Linked DNA regions of Mus musculus: region 2 is linked to region 1. The links are chromatin contacts, called in public ChIA-PET maps. All regions are on one chromosome and are shown on one strand. The core of a region is the stretch at or near the end of the contact, and the rest is flanking DNA. Distances in the headings are between cores, read along the strand shown.

Region 1 (5,617 bases), core at 487-2,986:
CCTACAGAGATATTAGATTACCTCTGGGAAAGAGAGATGGATGTTCCAATCAAAACTGATCCTGATGCAGCCTGTCGTGTCAGCCCTCAGAATGCAGAGGCAGGATTGCCAGTTCTAGGTCAGTCTAGGCTAAACTACAAGACCATATTGGAAGCAACCAAATAACAAACACAGAAACCTGACCCTTGGTTTGGCATGTTCAAGGTCCTAGGTTCAGTTCCCAGAACTAGTAGAAGAATCTGTCCCCAGAAGGTCAGAGTCCCTGAAAAGGACTATCATAGTCAGCTATGTGGATACCTACCACAAATCTGGGAAGAGAAGAAAGACCAGGAAGAATGTCTGTTCTAGTTTCCTGCCCAGCTTAGGTTTCTCTCAGAATCCCCTGCATTAGTTTATATGGTTGTATCAAAGAAAAGGCCAGTGAGATGGCTCCGCAAGTAAAGGTGCCTGGTACCAAACCTGATGACCTGGGTTCAATCCAGGACTCACAAGATAGAAAGAGAGAACCCATTCTGCCATGATACAAGTGTGGTATTTTTTTTTTAAAGGAGGAGGAACATGCAGAGCAGGATGCCCATTCTGCAAGACATCCCACATAAGACTGACTTCACAGCCATCTTTTGAGTCATATGTCCAGAGTCATCTGGAGCAACCAGAAACTGCAGCTTGGAGAACAGACATAGGCCTGGATGCCTCTACACAGCAGTAGAAAAGTAACTAAGACACCTATCAATTGTGTGAGGAGGACTGGAGAGATGGCTCAGCAGTTAAGAACATTGACTCCTCTTCCAAAAGTCCTGAGTTCAATTCCCAGCAACCACATGGTAGCCCACAACCATTTGTAATGGGATTGGATGCCCTCTTCTGGTGTGTCTGGAGAAAGTGACAGTGTACACACATACACAAAATAAATGAATCCTTTACAAACAAATTGTGTGAGGAAATAGAAACATGATCCTTCTGTGGCCTTTGAGAAGTGTTAGGTTTGATTTGATCACTGGAATAGAAGTCTCCTGATGGCTTTATAGAGAGAGGAGAAAGAGCAGAGTCAGAGATACTCACACTGCCATCATGGTGTGGTGCACCAGGGCCTGTGCTATGCTGGTTGGGCCCTATACTTCCAAAACTGTATGCCCAAAACAAACCTCTGTTGAAGTGACCTATCTCGAGTACATGTTATAGTAATGAAGAGTTAATATAATTCTCCAAATATGTCAGTGTGGAAACTGAAGTTCATTATGTTTCTAAGCCTTAGTTTCTTTTCCTTTAAAATGGGAAGAGCATCAGGGAATTCATCATGTAAAGGATGAATAGAAATTCATCTTCATGAAGTTTGCCATGACATGTCACTCCTGACAATAGTCATTTCCTCCTGCTCTGTGAGGTCTGAGTCTTCCATCTGAGCTCAGTATGGAATTCCAGTTTCCTGGTGATGCTCTGAAGACTGAATGTGGAAACTCTGCTTCACTGTGCTTTCAGATCAAAAGCTCCTATACTTGGTGCCATGAGGAAGTGACCACCAATACATGCCCTGGGCTACAGTGTCTGTCTTTTCATGACCTCCGAATGGCATTCGAGGGGCCCTTTGATCAGGCCAGAAACTAGGGTTCAAAGGGGCTCAAGCTGAGAAAGGTGGCAGCCAGGGTGAGATTCTACCTCCAAATAAGGAAGAGCCTGCTTACAGGCAGAGCTGCCCAGAAATGGAAGGTGCAAGCAGCAACTGTGGTGTGAGTGGCCTGTGGAGGAAGCCATGTAAGCGGAGGAAGCCGCAGCTGCAGCTGCCGTAGCTGGGGCACTCACTACCAGAGACTGCTGGCAGCCAGGGTCTTGGGACTCCACCACAGCCACATGGGCAGGAGTGTATTCCAGGAGGCCAGAGCTGGGCCAGAGCAAGCGCTACTGCTCCAGGATCCCACACAGCAGGGCTGGGTGAAAAGCCCCGCTCCTCCTCAGCGTGTAAAATAGTTATTTTTCTAGAGGAATACCTACTTTTAATTTTTAAAGAGGGGGTAAGTAGTAAGTACACAAAGCTGAAAGAAAACAAACGTTCCCAGCTTCCTTCACTCTATGAATTTCTGTAAATTCTTTCTGATTTCTTCTATATGCTTCAATTTGAGCTAGAAATTTCCATCACTAAAGTATCTTCAACTATGACGTTGTTCACATATTCGAAGCCTCCCTTTGAGAGCTGAGATGTAACAGTGAAAGAACACATTGTGCAGTTTCCATGAGACTCTGGGTTTGATCTCCAACATGTGAATTAGAATTCACAAGTCAAGAGGGGTTTGGTTCGTCCAGAGTTGCCCAACTGGTCCTACCATCTCATTTCAGAATGCGGTCCTGGTCCTCATGGTAATCCAGGCCTTCTCCCTCCCTCCCGAGCCACACCAAGGTCACCCGCACTTGTCTGTTCTGGACCTTTTCCTCCTTTTGTCTTTGATGGAATTTCTTTTTTTAAAACCTTATATAGTGACAAAAAATATGAATAAAGCTAGGGCATATTAATGCAGAGTCAGATACACTTGCACTCATTAATTTTAACCCCTTATTTTTAAAAATGTTTTTATTCATTCTTTGAGGATTTCTTAAACGTGTTTTAATCATATCCATCCCATTTATCCTCTTAATTCTAAGAATCCTCCCTATCCTTCTGACTCATTACCAGTACTCGGTGGGTTGTTATTGTTTTTAAATAGGCAAATGTGTGCTGGCCATATATACTCATAGATGTGGAGCCATACACTGGAGCTTGGGTGACCCTTAAAGAAAACTCAGTCTCCTTTCTCCTGGAGCCACTGTCAGTATCTCCTCAGTTGGGATTGAGGGCTCCTAAGTTCTTCCCCTTCCATACTAGAGTAATAACTGGCTTGATCTTGTGGAGGTATTATGCAGGCCACCAAGGCTGCTATGAGGTCACAAGTACAACCATCCTATCCTGTTTTCCCAGACATTTCTATGGCCTTTCACATCCAGCACTGGCTGGTTGGTTGACTGGAGATGTTTGAGACAGAATCTCACTATGAATCAATCCCTAGCTGGCCTAGAACCCAAAGATCAGCCTGCCTCCCAAGTGCTGGGATTAAAGGCAAGTGCCACCACTGCCTGGCTCCCCATCTCTCATAAAACTTAAAAGCAGGCTCCCTTATGTGCTAAGTAATCTGCATGTAGGGTGCTCACGTACAAATACTGAACTTGGAATGACATTCTAAGTCCACTTGCCTCCCCTCTTCCCATTCTCGGTCAGTCCCCCTGCTCTGGCCACACTGGCCTCCTTGTGGCGCCTCATGCACACCCGTGTAACCTCTCAGGGTCTTTGTGCTGGCTCCCCTTCTCCTGGAGCACCCTTGTAACTGCTCTGCTTTTACAGGTCTGCTTTCTTTTTCTTTCCATCACTCACCACTCAACACATTTGTCTGCTGCCTTCTCTCCAGCTGAAATGGAAGTCCTAGGGAGCACTATCCTATGATAGGAAGTCCTAGGGAGCACTATCCTATGATAGGAAGTCCTAGGGAGCACTATCCTATGATAGGAAGTCCTAGGGAGCACTATCCCACTCACTGATGTCCTTAGCACCTTAGCACAGAGTTGCAGCTCAGCTAGGTAACTGGAGTTTCCAATAAAATATGCAACACAATAGACGCCCATGAAAAATCCAAGCATGAAGACACTGACCCCGACAGTCCTGCTCCTGCAGACACATGCAGCTCCAGCCACAATCTGCATTATTAGTTAAGATGGCCTTTTTGAGTCAGGAGAGGTCACATAAAGTCCAAATGTCATTTCTATAGAAAGCATGGATGTGATCACACGGGGCTATACACCTACAAGACCACCATCAGCAGGCCTTCAAAGGGCAGCCTGGGAGACAGTGAATTTCAGGGAAACCCATGTTTCCCCTATTGCTACTGCTGCCTGATGTAGCCCACTAGCCCCATTCTCCAGTCCTATATGCCCTCCAACTGCTGTGCCTTTCCAGGAATACTAAGCTCTTCGGCCACAAGTAGCAGTCACTCATCATCCCATGGTTTCAAGGGTTAGGCCTGAGAACCATGGTTCTGTGTGTGCTCAATAAGAGAGGGTGGATTACAGGTCCCCTCCATCCCAGCCTGACCTCTGGCAGAGCCTAGCTGCAGCTCTTAGCTGTGTGGGAATCAGTTACATCTACATAGGGGCTAGGAGGGAGGAAGGGTCTGATTTGGTTCACACAAGATGCCTATGGGTGCTTGTTAGTCCCGTACTATGCATCAGGTACAAAGATGCTTAACCTGGAAATGTGTGGCAGTGGGGAACCAGACCAGGACAGGGGCTGGAGCCCAGATGAGCTCTACTCATTATAGGGTAGGAGGGCCTCCTTTCAGCCCAGGGCTCCCTGTCCCAGGCCTCTCAGGCCCCTCCCCCATCCTTGTTTCCCCCAGAGAGGTTTCCAGTATACCACAGTCAGGATTTTGCTGCATTCCTGTGAGTCATTCTCCAAACAAACCGTGTGATGAAGAGAAGGGATCTGGGGAGGGGGCGGGAAGATGGAGAAGGAAATAAGACCCCTCCTCCCTCCATGCACACAAGGGCCCCCTGGGAGAGCTAGAGCAGCAAGCTGGGTTTTTGTTGTTGGTTTGGTTTGGTTTGGGGTGTTTGTTTGTTTGTCTGTTTGTTTGTCTGTTTGTTTGCTTGTTTGTTTGTTTGAAAAAAGACAGAGTCATACTAAGTAGCCCTAGCTGGCTTGGAACTCACTTATGTAGACCAGGATGACCTGAAAATCACAGAGATCCACTGGCCTCTGCCTTTAATCAAAGGCATATGCAACTTCCCTCCGTCCTGGCTGGCCACTGAGCAGGGAACTTGCCCAGTGACCTAGGAGACCTGGGTCTCTTGAGAAAATGACCACACAGGTCTATGCCTACTAGCTGCACAGTTTCTAAAGGGGCTCTGCTCTGTTTGTGATGAGGCCAGTGTTGCCCTTGTATCTTCAAAGCAGCCTGTGTCCACCTTCTTAGCCCGGTTTCCCTACCTCTGACATGAAAGGGCAAATCTGCTCAAGGGGCTCACTGGTCAGGTGTGGCTAGACTCAGGCAGTCCAGCCTTTCCTTAGGAAAGGAGTGGGAGGAGTATCTTTCTCAAGGACAAGAGACCAGGCAGTCTCTGTTCTTTGAGTCTGGTCTGTTCCCCTGAGGCATATCAGCCACCACCTGCTCAGGGCTTCTTAGCAGGGTGCTAATACACAGGCCCTCCATTAGCAGGCAGTGCTGTCACATGGTGATCCCAGGTTGTGGGAGTGTGGGAACTGGCTGGGAGCTAGTCTGCACCCCCCACCCCTCACCCCCACCATACCCTTCTGCTCATGGCTCTTGCCCTGAATGAAGTAGGAAGAGCCAGGCCTAAGAAGCCTGGGGCACCCAAGCATATTTCTTGGAGATGTTGTTGGGGACCCAACCTATAGCCTCCAGAATCTCTAATGACCTGCATCACAGAAAGCCCCCAGGCAACCTGGAGGTCCCCAGACAGCTCAACATTCTCACTCCTTTCTGGCCAAGCTGTCCCTTACTGTTCTCAAAACTGCAATTAACAAAGCAGACTCCTACCACAGAGCCTTCCTTCCACTGTTGCTCCCCACCACCTCCAC
Region 2 (5,297 bases), core at 633-3,132, 180 kb before region 1:
ATCCCAGCCCTCTGCAAGAGCAGCTAGTGCTAACAGGCACCAGGCAGTCATCCCTCCTATCCCTAGAAAACTTTTCTTAAGTTGGCTGCTTGCCATGCTTTGGGGTTTTGTGCATTTTGGCTTCTCTCAGAGGCTTTATATGTAATGCATGGAGTGTCCTGAGTTCCACCCTAATTGCTGTGTGCAGGGTAGTTTGGCAGCTGAGTGCAATACAGTGGCTGAGTAATAAATCCACTGGCCTTTACAGCACGTCCATCAGCAAACCACAGGGACCTTGAGCCTGTGTTTTATTCTGGATTGTTTCTCCTTGTTAAATCACCGTTGTTTCAGATGTCAAAACATTGCCATCATAGTCAGCAGCCTTGCCGTGCTGTCCTACATACATAATCACACACTTGCTTTGGCTGCAGCCCTTTTTTGCTGTATAATTGTACACAAAGGCCAGATGTGAGCTATGGCGTAGAGGTGGATGAACTGACCCACCAAAGGCCTTCTAAAAACTATCCTGTTATTCTTGATGACTAGATAGCATTAGTAATTAAAAAAATTCTCTGTGTGTAAATAAAATAAAATGGGTGCTGGAGTGATGGCTCCCAGAGGTCCTGGGTCTGATTCCCAGAATCAACAGAGCAGCTCACAGCTCTATGTAACTCAGTTCCAGTGGATTCGATACCCTCTTCTGGCCTCCTTGGGTACTGCATGCGCATGCTACACAGACATCTGAGTAGGGAAAAATCCATACACATAAAATAATAAAATAAAATTTAAAATTACGGATATATCTTAAAATGAAAGTTTTATCTCTTTTGAGATGAAGTTTTATTACCTTTCCTAGTTCGTCTCTGGTTCTTTGCTCAAATAATCTTCCTACCTGGGATCCCTATAGCTAAGCTTACAGATGCCTGTGTATCGATCAAAGAAATCGTCTTTTTGTTAGAAATTGCCCCTCCTCATACACCCAAACCAAAACAGATGACTGGAGAGATGGCTCAGGGTTGAGAGTGTTCATTGTTCTTCCAGGGGACCTAGGTTCTGTCCCTAGCACTCACATGGCAGCTCACAACCGTCTGTGACCCAGGGGACCCAGTACTCCTTTTCTGGCCTCCATGGGCACCAGGCATGCACATGGTACACATACATACAGTAGTTATATATACATACACATAAAAATAAAATAAAATAATCTTTTTTTTTCTTAAGTAAAAGAAAGAGCCAGGCGTAAGTTGCCTGTTTTAGCCTAAGGTTTTAGAGGTTGTGGGGTTGCCTTCCCGGGGGGGTGGGAGGAGGGCGTTTCGTCTGCACAGGTTTCGTCTGCACAGGTATACCTTTCACATGTTAAACTCTGTGAACTATTTTTTATTTCCACGCACAGCTGCCTGCTCTGGCTTCACCACTTCCCTGTCCCTGACTCAGTCGTCATCCGCACAGTGACCCTTGTGTTCTAGGTAGGGGGTCAGTCACCTTGTGGGTGATGCTGTTGTCCCCATCAGCCTCATGTTTTTGGGCCCAGGGCACATCCCTGGGTTTTGATTTCTAAAACGAGCTGATAATTTCCCACATCCCATTATTGTCTCCCATCTGCAGCCAGCCCTCCGTGAGGTGTGGCTGTAACAACAGGTTAAGTTTTCTAGAGAAGGGAAAGAAGATCAGAGTAAATATTCATGAGTTACTTCGAATTGCAGCTGCACTGAGCTGAACTCTCAAGGCATGTAGAAACCTCTGTGTAAGTTTGCCAGTAATTCCCAAAAAGCTGCTTAAGGGGGCACCAGAATCTCCTGAAGAGTTTCTTTAAAATGTGCACGAAGCCAGGATTGATGGAGAGGGCGCACCATAGAGAATGTAGCCTTTCTCTGTAATGAAAGTGAAACTGCTCAGCAGGTACCCAGTTACTGTTCCTCATTTATTCCATACCGCCCTAGTTTTCTTTCTACTGCAGAGACCACAGAGGAAGGCTACTTACTGGCTTGCTTCCTCTGGCTTGCTCAGCTGTTCTTTTTATATGTAGCACTGCCCTAGTGGGCTGGGCCCTCTCATATTAATTAGCAATCAAGAAAATGTCCCAGAGACGTGTACCACAGAATGCCCACAGGTCAGTTGTGATGGGGGCAACCTCAGTTAAGACTCCTTCAACCCAGGTGGCTCTAGTGTGTGTCAGGCCCTAACCAGTGCACTGATAGAACCTTGGTTCTGTTTGGAGTGGCTTTGCCCAGCTAAGATACTACCTTCTCTGGCTCCCTTGTAGCTAGGAGTGGCCACCTATAAACTCTGGCCTGTAAGCTGAAGACTCCTAGGGGAGCACTCCTTCATAAGTGGACACTCCCCAGCCTTTGTACCCTCTCCCTTCCTGTTTCATGGGCTTTCAGGTAGCAGCCACTGTCTTGTAACCTCAAGTAGATGATGACAGTCACATAGTTCTCAAGTCACTGTACCTTCATGCTACCTGCTTCAAGATTTCTTCTTGTTCCACGAGAAAAATAAACCCCCATCTGCTTAAGCAAATGTTGGTTTTTAATTGCTTGCAGCTGAATGCAATCATAACTGATAAGGTAATGTTTTAATATTTTACAAGGGAGAAATATATTTACATATTGTGTAATTAAAAATGAAAAATAATTTAAATCCCCACAGATTTCTGTGCCCCACATCAGATGCACTGAAATAGAATCTTTGGGCTCAGGATGCACATATCTACATTTTAAACAAACTCTGCAGGCGATTCTGGTATACAAGGAAATGGCAGAATCATTTTCATCCTTGTTAATATTGTGAGTCCCATTTTACAGATGAGATACTGAATCAAGGGAATAAAGCTCCATGCCTATATCCAGGTCAATGCACACATACGTGTGTATGCTTGGAGTAAAGGGCTTAGGGTGAAACCCAGGGTCCTGGGATGCCAGGCATGCATGCTGCTACTGAGGTGCACCCCTTGTGCCCAGTATCCCAGTAACCCCTAAGTGAGGTTTGACTCTGGACCTATCTTGTTCCAAAATATATACCTCCTCACTTCCTTACCCAAGGAAACCTAGCTGCTCAGCATAGTCAAACCGTTTCTGAAGGGATCCTCTAAAGTGGAAGGTCCTGTCTCCGTATAATAGGCTGCTAGCACTGTCCAGGGACCGCATCACTGCCCTGGCTGACCTGGGAATGAGTGCTGCCTGTTCTCATGAGTTCTTGGTTTTCCTTTCTACTTTTGAAACAAAAATGTATTGAAATTTCATTTTCTCCATAGGTTTTCTTGGGTTAGAAATGACTTAGAAATGATTATAAGTCTTATCCAGGTAAGGTAAGTAGGGTAATTGTAGTCTTTAAAAGTGTAGAAAGCATAGAGCCCGTAATTAGTACGCACAGTGTTCATATTAGACCTGACCGGCCATTGAGGAGTGATAGATTTTTAATTAATTAATTAAATCTTGTTTCTCTGTGTAGTCCTGGCTGTCCTGGAACTCACTCTGTAGACCTGGCTGGCCTTGAACTTTCTCCTGCTTCTGCCTTCCCAGTGTTGGGGTTAAAGATGTGTGCCACAACACCTGGCTTACAGTCATTCATATATCATGGATTAATAAATGAACAGTAAAGTACATATTAGGTTCAGGTAGATATGTATGCATTTGAGGTCAGCCTAGTCTATATAGTGAGTTCCAAGTCAGCCAAGGCTTCATAGTGACACTGTCTCGAAAACAAAACAAAATAACTATAATTCCAGGCTCATGGTCATCTTTGCTTTATTTTCATTGGAAGTAAATGATTATTAAAAAAACAGAACAAACAAACAAACAAAAAACCTTAAGTTTCCCCCCCCCTTTTTTTTTTTGACTTGTACCATCACAGAGAGAGGCAGGGAGGGTGGCCCAGGGCAGTGAGGCAGCAACACTTGCCACAGAAAGTTTTCCTGGCACGTTGAGGAGCTCCTTGCAAGAGAATACTGAGAGGGCTATTATCTCAGACAAGTGATGGAATTAGTTGGTGCAGGCCCGCATGAGCCCTTGAGTATTGTTGGCAGGGTCTGGTGGGTATTGCTGGCAGGAGGAGGTGCTCCTGTCTTTTTCTTCCCCTGCCAAGTGTGTAGTTGTGTTGCTATAGATGCCTGGATTCCCCTTTTCATCACTCTTGCAAGTCTTTGATTTGCTGGTTCCCTAGCACCACCTCAACCAATTTGGGGTGGGAGTTGTTAGAAAAATGAGCTAAATAAAGCTTATGCGTTCACAGGTCTGGTGCATTGAAGGTAGCTCAGCAGAATGACTGCCTGATGGGTAGCATATAACAGCCTTGTCTTCTAGGGCCTTGAGAAGAACAGCATGGGCTCAGATCAGAGCATCCAAGTGAGACCCACTCTCCTGCCTTCCCTGAATACAGGCATGGAGTCAGGGCAGCTCTCTGTGCTGGGGGTCTTCACAAATGCACAGAACTAAGCTTTTCCTAGAGAGCTGCTGCACATCAAGGTAACAACTTCACCTTAGGCCTGGCCACTGTCTTGCTATTCGTGAGCATCCATATTATTTTTAACATTCCTGTTAGTAGCTACCGTGGTTTGGTTTGAGTGAAGAACCTGTTGAGAAGGTGTGTAGAATTGTGTGTGAGAGCTTTTCTAGAAAAGTCTACCAGATTCTCAGACATCTTATTTAAGAAGAGTTAAACAAAGTGCTGGTCTGTATACCGGGCACTGTCTATGGGGATCCAAGGAGCTCTGGCCCTGGCCAGAGCAGCCAAAGAGTTGCAGCTCTCTGAGAGGAAGCCAGAGCAAGGCAGGCTGCAGGGCCTCTTCCACAGCTGCTGCTGTGAAGTTGATGGCAGTCAGGTGTCGTGTCAGGATGCAGTAGGCAACTAGGGGCAAAGGTTGGAGCTACGGAGGAGGAAGTGGCTGCCGTAGGCTCCAGCACTCTGCTGGTTGGGTCAGGTTAAGATCCAGATGAAAGATTCAAGAGAGAACCCTCTTCCCTGGAGTGTTACAGCTCGATCGGTAAGACAGGCACTCAGACAATCTTTGGTGAAATAACTTGTGCACCTTATTCCTTGAGGATAGGGCCTTATAAACGTGTTGGGGTGGGGTGGGATCTAGAGGCAGATGCTTTCTATTGCCTTGGTCTGAGATGTCAGGGATGCCTTATCTGCATGGGGAAGGACTGCAGGTGTTGTCCCTAAGAGACTGATTGTAACAGTCCTCTCCGTGGGGTGTCATGGTCACATGTTTCAGAACAGGAACCTGGTTGAGGGTAGATTTAATGCCTACCGTTCTCAATTATGAAAATTGCTGGAGCTCCTGAATCCACTTGACCTTACCAGATTTCCTGTCTAGT

What was found. ChIA-PET counts read pairs in DNA pulled down with a chosen protein or histone mark.
Region 2: a contact with region 1 is called in an RNA polymerase II ChIA-PET map of memory CD8 T cells, with 26 read pairs. The contact joins two enhancer-like sites. A contact is called at or near these places in 1 of 484 Hi-C or Micro-C datasets (embryonic fibroblasts), 5 of 115 datasets of contacts at active chromatin or transcription factors (embryonic basal ganglia, embryonic forebrain, embryonic stem cells and 2 more) and 1 of 9 other capture datasets (embryonic stem cells).

What each region holds. Positions count from the first base shown.
Region 1 is chr11:60,126,835-60,132,451 of GRCm38.p6, reverse strand. The region is part of intron 1 of Rai1 (retinoic acid induced 1); the gene reads right to left. Among named protein-coding and RNA genes, the nearest start is that of 4930412M03Rik, 14 kb to the right of the region's middle. Within about 2 kb of position 1,736, at least 37 of the 459 cell types and tissues checked have an H3K27ac peak or open chromatin away from gene starts, as enhancers often do. A contact at or near this core is called in memory CD8 T cells, where this site is marked.
Region 2 is chr11:60,302,401-60,307,697 of GRCm38.p6, reverse strand. All of the region lies in intron 1 of Tom1l2 (target of myb1-like 2 (chicken)), which reads left to right. Among named protein-coding and RNA genes, the nearest start is that of Gm38501, 46 kb to the right of the region's middle. Within about 2 kb of position 1,882, at least 95 of the 459 cell types and tissues checked have an H3K27ac peak or open chromatin away from gene starts, as enhancers often do. A contact at or near this core is called in memory CD8 T cells, where this site is marked.